Regions from separate parts of the Sus scrofa genome. Here all the other regions are linked to region 1. Evidence: chromatin contacts called from public Hi-C data. All regions are on one chromosome and are shown on one strand. Each heading gives the region's core, a stretch centred on a gene start, on an enhancer-like site or on the middle of the called end of the contact. The rest is flanking DNA. Distances are from core to core; before and after follow the strand shown. Region 1 has its middle 11 kb from the start of LRRC3. Region 2 overlaps PTTG1IP (pituitary tumor-transforming gene 1 protein-interacting protein). Region 3 holds the start of SUMO3 (small ubiquitin-related modifier 3).

Region 1 (4,718 bases), core at 1,334-3,833:
CCTGGGAATTTCCGTGTGCCGCAGGTGCAGCCAACCCTCCCCCCCCCAAAAAAAACCAAACGCAGTAAATCAAGATTTAAGTTGCAAGCGCCAGCGAGGGGACGCAGGGAGCATTACAGAATCTTCGTCTTTTCACGTCAGGTCTCCGGCCTCTGCCTGCTGAGAAAAGTTCCCAGGGTGGCAGCTGCTGGGAGTGTGCATGCGGTGGGGCGTGGCCACCTTGTGGTCACTTTGGCAGCCCCGTCGTGTTTCTCTGTGGCAGCATCCTGGAGTTGGCTAGCCACGCTCTGTGAATCCACGGGGCCGCAACGGGCTTCACTGGATAAACAGCACCCGGAGAACATCTTTGCACAAGTTGCACTTCTCTGCTGTTACTTCTTCCGGGTCATGATTTCCTGGAGAAATAGCACCCCCAGCAGCCTCCGCAGCTTCCAGGGCTCCCTCCCCAAGCCGGATCGAGGGGGAGGACAGCCAGAGGGGCCGATCACACCTCTCCCATCAGCGGCCCCAGGCCAGACTTCACCTGCTTCTGGACCTGGCAGGTGGATAAGTGCAGGACTGCAGCAAAGTTATCTTGTTTCCACTGGGGTCCCTGCTCCTGGCATTGGGGTTGCTGGACTTTTCCTAAGGGCACCCCTTAACCTCACCACCAGCAGCACAGCCCCATCCTCTGCCACACACACACCCACGCACACATTCACACGCACACACCCCCACATATGTGCACGCATCTTCCAGTTCCTTCCGGCCAGGGGCTGTGTGTCAGGCAATTCCCCCAGGTCTGGCTCAGAGCCGAAGCCCGGCGCTGTCTGACGGTGCAGGTAGCCATGGCTGTCTGCCCAGACTCAGTGCCCTCTGTGTGCCAGCTGCCCCGCTGGGCCTGGGGACACACGCATAACCACAGTCCTGGCCACCCTTGACCTTTCCAGTGCCTAGAACCCAGATTCCTCGCAGTGACCTCCAGAGGGGGCCCGCCTGCCCCCTCTCCCCACCCCCACACAACCCCTCCCGCCTCGACGGACCCCTCTCGTCCTCAGTCTCAGGTCTACATCGGCCCTCGGAGAGGCCTCCCTGTCTCAGAGCAAGGCCAGCCCCCCACTCGTGCTCCCCACACACAGGCCCTCCCTCCTCCTGGCGTGTCACCTGCTTGCATTTCCGAACAGCACTGACAGAAATTCAGACGGTCACATTCGGTCATTGCTTCGCATCTGCTCCTCCTCGGGGACTTAGACGCAGGTGGTCCCAGCCTCCCCTCCTCCCCAGGCAGGTGCTGCAGGTGCGCCTTTCTGGGAAGACACAGCCCGGCAGGGCTGTGAGGAGCACAGCTCTCCAGTCCCTGGGGGGGACTGTAACCCGGTTCTTCCGCTCCCTGTTGGAACTTGAGCAAGTAACACCCCCCAGCCTCGGTCCCCTGAGATCGAAAACGGAGAAGGACCTGTCCCTTTGAGCCACAGCAAGGACCACATGACGTGAGCGCTGTGCGGCCCGGGACATGTGGGTGAACCTTAGCCGTACCTGCGTCATTGTCATCCTCCTGCCTCTAGTTTCTGGAACAACGTTGGACTCAAATCACATTTGAAAGAAAACGGTAGGCCTGTGCTAAATGTGAACAAAGATTCGCTGATTTAAACCACATGCTAGCCCCTGTGAAAAAAATAAAAAATAAACCACACGCCAAAAGATGAATGCTGTCAATAGCGCGGCCGCCCAGGGCACTTTCCTCGCTCTCTCACCGGAAGACCTGCGATGTTAGGAAGCCCTTAAAATAACCCCCTACACCCACCACGTGCACCCAAACCCGGAGTAAAAGGGCATCTCAGTGAAGCCTGTTATTCTTTTTATGACTCTGAAATATTATTCTTAATTTTGTTAAGGACGCTAATCTTTGTTTAATTTAATCTCGATTTAATTTATTTAATTTTATTTGATTAAAAAGGCAGAGACCTTAAGTGTTCTGCTCAGCGACTCTTTCCAGTTGTGTGCGTTTCTGGAACCACCTCCAAACAAGGCCTGGAGTGTTCGCCCCCCGCCCCAGTTCCCGGGACCCCATCTGGTCAGACCTCCCGCTGCGACCGGCTTTGCGGGGGCGGCTCTGCCGCTGCGGGACCTCCTCCTCCGCGGGAGCGGTGGCCGCCCGGGCGGCTCGCTCAGCTGGCTCCGCGTTGATGACGCGCGCCCGCGCCGCTGCACCTGCCGGCCCCTCGCTGTCCCTGCTGGTTTTCCTTGTTGGTTTGGGGCTTCCGTCCAGGGCGTGAATAGCCCATCTCCCGTCCAGCCATCCTGCGACGGATCCGCTTCGGGCTTGTTCCCATTTGAGCACGTTTGTGTGGACACGTGTGTCTATTTCTCTTGGCAAATACCTGGGAGCAGAGCGGCGGTCACGAGCTGGTGAAGGCTTAGCTTTCTAGCAGACTACCAAACGCTTCTCCAAGGCTCCACAGCGCAGACCCATGTCCACGTCTGTAATTCCCGGGATAACGAAATGCTCTCGGGCCGGCAGCCAGCGATCCGTTTACCACGCACCCCGTGAGCCCTCAGATTATAACCAGGGGTGTGCCTGGCTGCCTGTGGCACCACTGTTTATGTGCCAAAGTCCAGGCAGTCCTGGCCACTGTGGTGAGAGCAAAGGACAAAGAGGTGCCTGTGAGAAAGGAGACGAACCGTCTCCTTGCTGCTGGAACCTCCTAGAAACAGCGGGGAAATTCTGTAGGTTCAGTTAACTACTAAGCGTGTGGGAAGTTCCGAGCGCAGCCACCTTGTCCTGCCTCTTCTCCGTGGAGAGGGGACAGCGGACCAGCATCACCTGCACGTCCACACAGCGACAGGTCGCCCGCGCCTTACGATCCTGTGTCGCGGTAACAGATGACCACATGCTTAGGGGCGTGAAACAGCAGGACCGTGTTGTCCCACGGTCCTGGAGGCCAGAGGTCCCATCTGGGTCTCACTGGGCCAGCGTCGAGGTGTGGGCAGGGCTGGTCCTCCTGAGGCTCCAGGGAAGAGTCTGTTTCCTGCCCCTTGCCGTTTCTAGATGCTCCCTCCACCTTCAAAGCCGGCAGTGGGCAGTGGAGTCGTCACCTCCTCTCTCGGGACCTCTCCCTTCTGCCTCCACTCCACCTGTGACAGCCCTGGAGGCGGTGTTAGCCCACCTGGATAATCCACAATGACCTGCCTCTCCCAAGGGCAGCCGATCAGCAGCCGCAGTTCCCGCTTGCTATGGAAGCAACCACAGTCACAGGTTCAGAGTCAGAAGGGGGACCTCTGAGGGCTGCAGGGGGTTCGACCCCTCCCCATTTCTACCACGTGGCACAGCCAAGGCCCCTCTGCCTGGTGTCCTGGAACTCCTGTTCCCTAAGCGCTCTCGGCAGGTCAGGAACCTTCCTGGGGTGGGGGGTGGGGGGGTTGGGGGTGGGCAGTCAAGTCCCTTGAGCTTTTCACCCAACAGAATGAGAATACCTGCAAAGATGGGCAGTGCCCCCCATACACAGCAGTACCTGGTTAAAACAGAACCCCTCTGAAACACACACTAAGGAAACCACAAAAATCAGACTGTGGGAGATAGGTAAAGATTTGGACAAATCTGCAAATTGGTATCCTAACTTTGTCAGAATTTCCCAAGTTCCTATGCAGTTTTTATGCGATGCCCGTCGAAATCCCAAAGCTACCTTTTTAAATTAATGAACCTCTACAGCTACATTTCAAAGAATAGGCCAAAAATATTTTGAAAAAATGAGGAAAAGCTTAGACTCCAGGTATTCATTCTATTAAAATTAAGCAATTCAGAGTTCCCATTGTGGCTCAGCCATAACAAATCTGACTAGTATCCATGAGGATGCGGGTTCGATCCTTGGCCTCGCTCAGTGGGTTAAGGGTCCAGCGTTGCCATGAGCTGTGGTGTGGTCGCAGGCACAGCTCAGATCCCGCGTTGCTGTTGCTGTGGCTGTGGCACAGGCCAGCGACTACAGCTCTGATTCAGCCGCAGGCCTGGGAACATCTATGCACTGCAGGTGTGGCCCTAAAAAGCAAATAAAGAAATAATGAAAAATAAATTCATTAGGCCATTCAACAAGATATTGGCACCATTTAGTAAAGTAAAAAGTAAATGTCCAATGTCAGAAATGGAAAAGAGTCTAGGATCGAATTTCTTTTTCTACATGGAGGGAAACTTTCTAAAGGTAAAATGATGAAGGCAGTGAAATAAATGAAAAAGGAAGACAGAGGCAGAGACACAGCTTACGCATTTGTCCAGCACATCGGGTTGTATCTTTCAAAAATATAAATGAATGGGGTTGAAGTGCCTGCAAACTCAGGGAGCAGTTGGCACATCGGGGCTGCAGTCAACACGGAGGCAGAGGAGCCCTTCCAAAATGGCACAAACACGGCGCCCCACACGGAACAGGAGCAGCGGCCGCAGCAGGAGAAACCCAAACACTGGCGAGTTTACACCCGCAGGTCACAGAGCGGACATCACAACGGCAGACGCTCTGGGGCTTCTCCCGGGGCCACTCAACCGTTACCAACCACGCCGAGCGGCCCATCTCTTTGCAAGTTACTGGCTCGGAAAACCTCAGCCTTGGTGTCCTAATTATTGTGACAGCCGACTGACAGGCTCCGATTCCAAGGCGACTTCTTAGCCGGCGGCAAGGACAGGAGGGTTGGTGTCCACTCTGAGCCCCTGATCCAGGGACCCTGGAGAGACCGCTAAGCCTGGGGGAGCCTGG
Region 2 (4,718 bases), core at 1,124-3,623, 220 kb before region 1:
GGCAGGTGGAGAACCAGACTTCCTGGGAGACTGACCAGGAACTAGCAGAGTGCTTGGGGGTGGGTGAGGGGAGCATGGGATAAGAGGGCACAGGAGTTCCAGGGACCTGGCTGCTGGAAGGTGGTGGAAATCTCAGGAGCAGCTGGGGATGGGGCGTCCCGCGATCACCAGGCGTGGAGAGCAGAGCCCTGGCTGGTCAGCTTCGGTTCAGCACAGCCAAGCACCTGTCCGCTTTGTGACCTTATGGGCTGCTTGTTCCAGCGCAAGGCTGCTTGAGTTCCTGCTCGTCTGCTTCCCAGCGCACTAACGTGTACCTCTGTGGCGCGGCAGTCAGGTCGCGCAGAATGGGGAGCTTTAGGTCCAGAATGTGTTTTCGGCACGAATGTATTATGAGTTCTTTTTACCCGACTGGGTGGGTGTGAGGCAGGAGACCAGGCCCTCTCCTTGGTGGCCTTCCGGGATGGACTCTGGCTTTGTGAGAGTGGGTGTGGCGGGAAACGCCCCCTCGTGTGTTTGGCTGCTTGCTTTTCACACGGCCGGGTCCTGTGACAGTCTGGGAGTTAAGCCAGACTCGTGTTTCAGGAGCAAAGCAGCTCCTTTCCAGCCACAGTGAGCACTGAGCCCCCTTCCCGCGGAGAGTGGGCTGGTCTGAGAGTTTATGCTTGTCATGCCGTAGGAATGCAGCCACACCGTGGACGTTTGCTCTGTGTGTCCCTCAGAGCTCCCAGGAGAGCCAGCCCACAGGATGTGTGCAGCTGTGGGAAAGGCTCATCACAAGGGCTTGGCTCTCGGGAGCGGGGGGGGCGGGGTAGGAGTCCCCTGGTCTGCCATCCGCCAACTGGAGACCCAGGACGCCTGTGGGTACGTCCCCCTCTCTGCTGAAAGCAGGCCGGGGGCAGGGCAGGTGCACATTGCGGCTCCAGCAAAGAGCGGATTCGTCCTTCCCTGCCTCTCTGTCGTGTCCGGGCCTCGGTGGATTAGGAGATGCCACCCACCCACCTAGGAGAGGGCCACGGGCTTTAATCTGGCCACCAGCTCAGGGCGTCTCTTCTGGAAACACCCACAGACACTCCTGGGCGCTGTTTGCCTTGGCCCGGTCGAGTTGACACGAAAAATAACCATCCCAGGTGTGTGACTCGAGAGGCCAGCACGCAGGTCCCCGTCCCAAACTCACCTGTCTGCTGCGGTCTTCTCTCCTGTGCACATGGCCTTCGACCCCACAGCGTGTCGAAGGGCTTCAGCGGGGTTGGACCCCCCAGCCAGCGTTTCATCTTTGCCTCTGGAGGGCAGGCGACCCTGAAAGGCCTTTTGTCCTGAAGGGGGGGGGGTGTGCAGGGTGTTGGTGTGCTCAGGTCTGAATCTTGGCATACACCTCGCCCCTTTTCTGCATCGAATCGAATCGAACTCCTGCCTCCTTTTTCAGGTGAAATTGACCCCACCGGGCCCCTGCTGTGCCCTGTTGCCTGGGGCGCGGCCGCAGCGCCCAATTTTGGGGCTTTTCCATGTGGTCTGCTGAATGCAGCCCTCGGGCCTGTTGGGTCCGACAGGAAAGAGCCTTCCTCATTTCCTTGTTTTTAAAAAACAGAGCTCCCGACAGACGCTAGTGTGCGCTGCGTCCTTTGTGCTTAAGCAGCTGACGCACCCGAAACTTCAGGAAAGAACTGAAAATACATCCTGGGTTGGCCTGCGTCCAGCAGACTTTTTCTTTACAACTTAGTTTCCCACGAGCATGAGACTGCGGGTCTCTAGCCCCGAAAAGATGAGCCTAAGTGGACGGTCCTGGCCTCGGCTTCCGAGGCCAGGGCGGTGATTTCAGCCTTAGACCCGGGAGCCTGGGCCGCTGCTGACCGACCTCCGGCTCAGCGCAGGTTGTCCGCGTCCCGTGATGAGATAAGATGCGGTGAGAAACGCCGCCGCCACCGCCCGTCTCTGAAGTAGCTGCAGGCGGCTGGGGTACCTGCCTTTCTGGCCGTGCAAGATGCCTGGGCTTCGAGGGCGGGAAGGGAATGGCCTTCGGCGGCTCTGGGCTCTGCGGAGGCTGTTTGACATGGGCGTTCCTGTGTTAAGAACCTGCCCGGTTCCAGGCTGTGCTGGGAGCCAGGGGAGAGTGAGGCTGTCCCTTTTGGCCTTCCCCCGCCGACTGTTGACACACGCTGGCCGGTGATCCAGAGGCCCCAGGGTGGACGGGTTGATGGTGTGTATCTTGGAGCTGAGTTCTTTTAGTTCACACAGGACCGGTTGTTAAACTGGAAAATCCCTGTCCCCAGGCTGCATCTTCCCAGTTCCCCACGGCCACTCTGTCAAGGTCGACGAGAAGGCCGTGGATCCTTTTTCCAGAGCCTTTCCAGTGGACTTTGAGCGGGTGTGCGAGGCCTCTGCACCTCCCCGGCCAACAGTTTATTCAGAAGACGTTCAGGAGTTCCTGCTGTGGCACGGGGTTAAGAACCTGGGGTTGCTGGAGCTGCGGCTCAGATTCGGTGCTTGGCCTGGGAACTTCCAGCTGCCAGGGAGTGGCAAGGGAAAGAACAGAGACGAAGTCTAAAGCTGCAGAAAACGTTGGAGGAACAAATGGTTCAGTGAAGCCCAAAGCCGAGTCCCTTTCTGTTGCTGCAGCCGCGTTTGCTTAGCTGCTCCCAGTAGTTGGCATCTGCGAACCCCAAACTCCCAGTCCCTCCCACTCCCTCTCTCTACCCCTTGGCAACCGCACGTCTGTTCTCCAGGCTCATGAGTTTGTTTCTTTTCTGTAGACAGGTTCATCTGTGCCGTATATGAGACTCCAGATATCAGTGGCGTCACACGGCATTGGTCTTTCTCTTTCTGACTGACTTCCCCCAGGATGAGAGTCTCTAGTTCCATCCATGTTGCTGCAAATGGCATTATTTTGTTCTTTTTTATGGCTGAGTATATTCCATTGTGTACATACACCACATCTTCTGAATCCATTCATCTGTCGGTGGCATTCAGGTTGTTTCCATGTCTTGGCTGTTGTGAATAGGGCTGCACTGAACATAGGGGTGCACGTGTCTTTTTCAAGGAAAGTTTTGTCTGGATATATGCCCAGCAGTGAGATCGCTGGATCGTATCATAATTCCATGTTATTTTTTATTGGTTTTTTTTGCCACACCCACAGCGTATGGAGGTTCCCAGGCTAGGGGTCAAATGGGAGCTACAGCTGCCGGCCTACACCACAGCCATGGCAACCTGGGATCTGAGCCTCGTCTGCGACCTACACCACAGCTCACGGCAACGCCAGATCCTTAACCCCCTGAGCAAGGCCAGGGATCAAACCCGCAACCTCACGGTTCCTACTCAGATTCATTTCCAATGCGCCACAGTGGGAATTCCTCCTCTTTCTTTCTTTTCTTTCTTTTTCTTTTTTTCTTTTTTTTTGGCCATACCTGCTGCATTCAAAACTTCCCAGGCCAGGGATCAAACCTGTGCCACAGCAGTGACCCAAGCCGCTGCAGTGACAATACCAGGTCCCTCACTGCTAGGCCATCAGGGGACTTCCGATTATTCTCATGTGCCTTTGCTGGTGGCTGGAGGCAACGTACACAGCCCTCTCCCAGGTGTGGGTGTGTTTTGGAGTTCCCTGGTGGCGTAGTGGTTAAGGATCCACCACAGTCACTGCTTGGCACAGGTCGATCCCTGGCCCGGGAGTTTCGTTTGCTGCGGGCACGGCCAAAAACAAATGTGGGTGTGTTTTAAGGGGGGGAGGGATAGCAGCTGCTTGCTGGTGGATTAGAAATTCTTTTCTGTACACCAGCTTTGTACTTCTTTTTTTTTTTTTTTTGTCTTTGTAGGGCTGCACCCATGACATATGGAGGTTCCCAGGCTAGGGGTCGAATCGGAGCTGTTGCCGCCGACCTACACCACAGCCACAGCAGTGAGGGATGCGGTCTGTGTCTGTGACCCACAGCACTGCTCACAGCAACGCTGGATCCTTAACCCACTGAGCGAGGCCAGGGATCGAACCCGCAACCTCATGGTTCCTAGTCGGGTTCGTTTCTGCTGCCCCGTGATGGGAACTCCGGGCTTTGTACTTCTGATTCGCCCGAGTCCTGAGCTCGGGGCTGCGTGGGGTCCACCCCATTCTCTAGCGGCCAGGCTCTGCTGGGACCGGAACTGGCTTCTCCGTCCTGCGGGGGGGCTTGGCACTGCCGTGGCCTCTGGTGCCAGAGTGTCAGCCGATGCATGGGTCCCTGGTGCTCAGGCTCATGGGTGAACCCCGGGCGGCCAGCCCTGCCGCGGGCGCCGACTTCTCTCCCGCGAGACCCTGGGGTCAGGCCCCCACACGTGTGTCCATCTGGGGCCCTGCTCGTCGAGCTCAGTCCGTGAACCTGGCCGGCCTGCTGCGTGAGTGGGAGGCACCCCCCGCCCCCCGCCGCCTCTGGACGCTGCAGACTCAGTGTTGTTTGCTCTTTCCCTGCAGCTTGCTCTCAGCACACAAACAGGACGTGCGAAGAGTGCCTGAGGAACGTCTCTGTGAGTAGCACGCAGGGCGGCCGGGGCCCCGAGCAGCCGCCCTCTGACCCCAGGGGCCGCTGTGTGCCAAGGGCTCCATGATGGGGCTTTGCGGAGGTGTCTTCACTGGTTGGTAGTAGCCTTTCTCAGGCGTGCTTAACCGTCCCCTGAAAGCCACCCGTGCCACCTGCGTGTCCCTGAGATGCTGCCTCACCTCCTGAAGCAGGAGGGCCCACGGCAGAGCAGGTGCGGGC
Region 3 (4,718 bases), core at 1,120-3,619, 200 kb before region 1:
GGCTGTGGCATGGGCCCCAGATGCAGCTCTGATTCAACCCCTGAGCTGGGTACTTCCATGTGTCGCGGGTGGGGCCATAAAAAGAAAAAAAAAAATGACTCAACATATGCGCATCTCTTCCTGTCACCAAGGACTCTTTTTTTACACATTTCTTTTACTGGGGACGCAGGCTTTCGTCCTACGAATGAACCACAGTTCGAATCCTTACTGGAACACCTTTAGATACTGCATTTCATCAATTCTAAGCCATAGGTTTTTCACCCTTCAGCAAGTCTGAAACCAGGACGTCTTCCGTCCAAAACCTGTCTTGGTTTAACGCGTCTGTGCTAAATAAACCAATTTCATGCTTTACAGCTGATGGTGTCTCAGAGCCGACGACGAACGATGGGTCCAAACGCCGCCTACGCGAAGCTACCCCACAGCCCGTCAGCCGGGGGCAGTTCTGGGCCCCACTGTCCATCTCTGTTCTGGAAGGGGCCAGTTCCCGGAGACCCCCCTCTCCAGGAAGCAGAGCTTGAGCCAGTCGTTGTACCCGAGGGCCCCCTGGTAGAGGCGACACCGTCCGGACTCCAGGACCCTCAGTCCTGGCTGAGATGGAGGTTGGCTCTGCTCGGACCTTTCGATGGAGAGACTTCGTCAGCCTGCTACGTGGCAGCTCCGTTTCTTGGAAGCGCCTTCCCTTCTCCTAAACGGGGCCTCTAGCCAAGGATGTGATTTTTTTTTTTTTTTTCATTTTTGAGGGCCCCACCGGCAGCAGATGGAAGTTCCCAGGTTAGGGGTTGAATCAGAGCTATAGCGGCCGGCCTACCCCGCGGCCACAGCAACACCAGATCCAAGCCATGTCTGCGACCTACACCATAGCTCACAGCAACACCGGCTCCTTAACCCACTGAGTGGGGTCAGGGATTGAACCCTCATCCTCATGGATGCTAGTTGGGTTTGTTTCAATGGGAACACCCAAGGAAGTGTGTTTTGAAGGGTCCAAAGTGGTTTGTGAAATTAAGGCCCATCAATACCTGGCCCTGTGGCCTTTCGACAGCGTCAGGAAGCAAGCAGAACCCCGTCAGCAGGGCCTTCAGATGGAAGCCATCTAGTGACCTGGGTTCAAATCCAGACCCTGCCACCTCCTAGTGCGTGACCCTGTGCAACCTTCATTCCCTGACCGGAAGAACAGGGGGCTAAGGTCCCTGCTGCAGAGTGTTGTGAGCCTTGATGCGTGCTTGGGACCACAGCCGGCACACCCGAGGGGTCAGTCCACGTCGGCCACTGCTGGTCCCTTTCCTCTGAGGCATGGGGTGGAGACGGGGAGGGCAGGAAGAGCCAGGGCCTCAGAATCCTGGAGGGCTTCCTGACCAGGGCCCATTCTTCACCACATTTCCCGAGGTTGCCTGAGTGCCCGTTTCAGCCTGTCCTGCTGGGGTTGAGCCCTGGGTTTGTCCCGAGGCAGCAGAGCACACTGGTCAGACACACGGACCACTGCCTGTGCTCACATCCCAGCGGCATTGCTCACCCACGCTAGGACGTCAGGTAACTCAGTTTCCTCACCTGTAAAATGGGCTGATGTAAAGGTCAGGTGCACAGCTTCCAGGTAGGGTAGCAAAGCGGTCCCCACCTGCCCCAGGTGCTCGGCTTCCACTGGCCAAGCTCAGAAGGGGGCTGGACAGGGGGAGAAGAACAAGCAGCCTAGCCCATCACAGAGAGAGGCTTCTGCCTCCCCGTCTCCCTCCCAGAAATGCCATTTATGCCTCCGTCCCCTGGGATCGCAGAGTGGAGGTGGCCGGACCTTGGAGCCTGAGTGGGTTTGCTAAAGGAAGTCATGCCCTGACTCCTTGGTGGACGGAGTGGCCGGGTGGGTCAGCCTCCACCCCTTCCTTCACTCCACTTCGAGGTCCGACACTTGGCTCCGGGCGAAGGCAAGCTGCACCTTCCCCAGTAGTGGGGGCGCCTCCCAAGACACTGTTCTCACTCACGTCCCCTGGAGTGGCTCGCCTGGCTGGCTTTATTTTCCTTTTTTTCCTCTGAGAAACACCGTAACCAGAAAAGAAAAGCAGTGGGTGCACTTAGGCTTGACTGGTGCTGCTGCAGTAGGGGGACCAGTTATGGGGACCAGAGCAGGGGCCGTTCTCAGGCTCCATGATAAAGCGCAAGGCCTCCTGGCCCGGTTCTCTGAGCACCTCGGGGTTCCAGTTTGCCCCCATCGCTGCCCCGTGTGCCCCCTGGGTCCCACCGTCCCCACCCTAGCTGCCCTGCACGCCTCCCGGGTCCCAGCGCGCCCCCCACCCCTCGGGCGGACCCGAGCCCCCGCTGCCTTGGGAACCCCCAACCCCGACGCCGGATTTCGCGGGGCCCCGCCCGGTGACGCATTTCCAACCGCCAGGAACCTCGGCCGGCAGGCCAGGCGCGCGTCCGACGCCCCGGGGTCGCGCCTCGTGCACGCGCGCCCACCACGTGACCCGCGCCGGCCAACCGGCGCGCAGGGATTTGGGGGCAAAGCGCGGCCCCGAGAGCAGTTGCGGCGGGAGAGCGGCGGGCCGAGAGCGTGAGTCGCCCGCCCGGCGCTGCTGCTGCCCCGCCGCCCGCCGCGCGCAGCCATGTCCGAGGAGAAGCCCAAGGTAAGGGCCGTAGGGCGCGGGCCCGTGCTCTGCCTCCAGCCCACGCCGCCGTCGCCGCCGTCCCCACCCCCGCCTGCGCCCCGTGCTGCACCGCCCTCCGACCCGCCGCCGGCCTCTGGGGCCCGGGGTCCGCGGCGCCACCCGGCTTCCCCGGCCCCCTCCCCCGCGCCGCCGGGCTCCGCTCGGCTCCCCTCCCCCGCCCGGCCGCGCGCCCCGCCGCGCGCCCCCTCCCTCCGCCCAGGCCCCTCCCTCCGCCCAGGCCCCTCCCTCCGCCCAGGCCCCTCCCCACGGGGCCCGCCCCGTCCCGAGCCCCGCCCCTCCCAGGCCTCCCCCCCCAAGACACGAGCTCCACCCCCACGGCCCCGCCCCGCCCCCGAAGAGCCCCGCCCCGTTGTCTCGGCGAGTGGCACCCCTATCCTGGACCATCCTGGACCCTCCTGGACCTGACCCTCCTGGCTGGGACCCGCCTGGGTCTCCCCTCGTCCCCCTTTGGGACCGCCCCTCCCCAGAACCTCTTTCCTCTTCGGACTCTCCCCCCGCTGCGCCCCTCATGCCAGGACCGAAGGTCCTGGCCTGCCTGGGCCCTACTGCCCCTCGGAGGGCCTCCTCCTCAGCTCTCACTGCGGAGAGCCCGAGGGGGCGCAGGCTGGGGACAGGGGCTCTGAGAGGCCTGACCTGTCTGGAGGCACGGTCGCCCCCCTGGGCGTGCGCCCACCTCCCCCGTCGTTTACTGTGTGCCCCCTGCCGCCCTTCCCCCAGGCTGTCAGGTCTGCGCCCTTGAGTCTGCTGCGCTGGCCCTTAGCCCTCCCCCTCCTATTAAAGACGGGCTTCTGGACCCTTGGGGTCAGTGTTTTCCAAGTAGCAGATCTGCTGCGAGTTGAACGATGGCGTGCAGGCTTTCTCTGCTGCCAGCCCCGCTGGAGGTTCCCCCCCTGCAGCTGAGGCTGGAGCCCAGGAGGCAGAGCTGGGGTTGGGGTCCAGGGCACGGAACCCCTGGTCACCAAACCCCTGGTCAGAGACCCCCTGGTTGAGCCCCAGGTCGGGAGCCCACTGTGGGGCCTGTGAGAAGAGGTGCCCTCAGGAGCTTCCTCTCTCCGGGTGCAGTTGGAGCTTTGTTTTTTATTCTATTTTATTACTTCTTTTTCTTTTATTTTGGCTGCCCCATGGCACATGCAGTTCCTGTGCCATGGGTTGAATCCCAGCAGAGCTGTGTCCTATGCTACGGCTATGGTAACATTGAACCTTTACCCACTGTGCCTGGTATCGAACTCATGTCCCTCCCTGCCCCTGCAGAGACCCGTCAGTCCCTTTGCGCCACAGCAGGAACTCCTGCCTTTGCTTTTTCCTTGCGGCCAGTTACATTTCTCACTCAGCCTTTGCTAGCGCTCGCGCCCTGGATCCTTTGTTTATTGGAGGCTGAACACAAGCGCCCCTTCTTCATGCTTTCTGGGGGCCTCTTTCTGCAGTTTAAATGCGATGAAATACACATAGATCTCATTCCTTCGGTGTGTTTAAACTTAGCTCTCCCACGTGGTCCAGCCCACAGCCCAATTCAGTTGAATAAACTTGTTTTCACTGCTTTCCAGACAAGGCCTCGTGCCCCACCCCTGCCCACCACAGCCTCGCTGCCTGCCGAGCTCTCCTCTGGGCCTGGGGGTGGTAGGAGGCCCGCTCCAGCCCATCTTGGTGAAAAGAAAACCTTGGGATCCGTTGGGAGGCCAGTTCTGCCTCCCTGGAGAGCACAGGCAGAGGCCTGCTGGTCGGAACTGTGGGTCTTGTCCACCCCCTTTCTTTGCAGTAGTTCACTGGCTTATTGGGAATTCACCAGGGCCGGGCACAGGCCATGTGGTCTCGGTGCCTTCCTCTGCCTGGCCTTCAGCCCCTGCCCTGTCTCTGTCTGCTTTGTGCTCTGGCCCCTGCGTCTCATTGAACACACCAGTACCTTCTCATTAAAAAAGCAATGCATCCTATGTCCACATGCAAAGAGAATAAAGTTGGAGGCATTCCCCTTGTGGTTCAGTGCTAAGGAACCCTGCTAGTACCCATAGGTTTCGGGTTCGATCCCTGGCCTCGCTCGGTGGATTAAGGATGTAGCATTGCTGTGAG

What was found. Hi-C and Micro-C count contacts between places; a contact is called where the count stands out from the background.
Region 2: a Hi-C map of liver shows a contact between it and region 1, with 2.5 times the contacts expected there. The contact joins two enhancer-like sites. A contact is called at or near these places in 2 of 47 Hi-C or Micro-C datasets (both in liver) and 1 of 2 datasets of contacts at active chromatin or transcription factors (skeletal muscle).
Region 3: a contact with region 1 is called in a Hi-C map of liver, with 2.2 times the contacts expected there. The contact joins the promoter of SUMO3 here to the enhancer-like site in region 1. A contact is called at or near these places in 3 of 5 promoter capture datasets (fetal liver and liver), 3 of 47 Hi-C or Micro-C datasets (all in liver) and 1 of 2 datasets of contacts at active chromatin or transcription factors (skeletal muscle).

Annotation. Positions count from the first base shown.
Region 1 is chr13:207,278,781-207,283,498 of Sscrofa11.1, reverse strand. No RefSeq gene overlaps it. Among named protein-coding and RNA genes, the nearest start is that of LRRC3, 11 kb to the right of the region's middle. Within about 2 kb of position 2,583, at least 7 of the 83 cell types and tissues checked have an H3K27ac peak or open chromatin away from gene starts, as enhancers often do. A contact at or near this core is called in liver, where this site is marked.
Region 2 is chr13:207,501,371-207,506,088 of Sscrofa11.1, reverse strand. It overlaps PTTG1IP (pituitary tumor-transforming gene 1 protein-interacting protein), which reads left to right. Exons shown (of 6, transcript XM_003359011.4): 2 at 4,433-4,485. Among named protein-coding and RNA genes, the nearest start is that of PTTG1IP, 3.4 kb to the left of the region's middle. Within about 2 kb of position 2,373, at least 5 of the 83 cell types and tissues checked have an H3K27ac peak or open chromatin away from gene starts, as enhancers often do. A contact at or near this core is called in liver, where this site is marked.
Region 3 is chr13:207,482,013-207,486,730 of Sscrofa11.1, reverse strand. It overlaps SUMO3 (small ubiquitin-related modifier 3), which reads left to right and starts at 2,369. Exons shown (of 4, transcript XM_003359010.2): 1 at 2,369-2,612. The coding sequence starts at 2,592.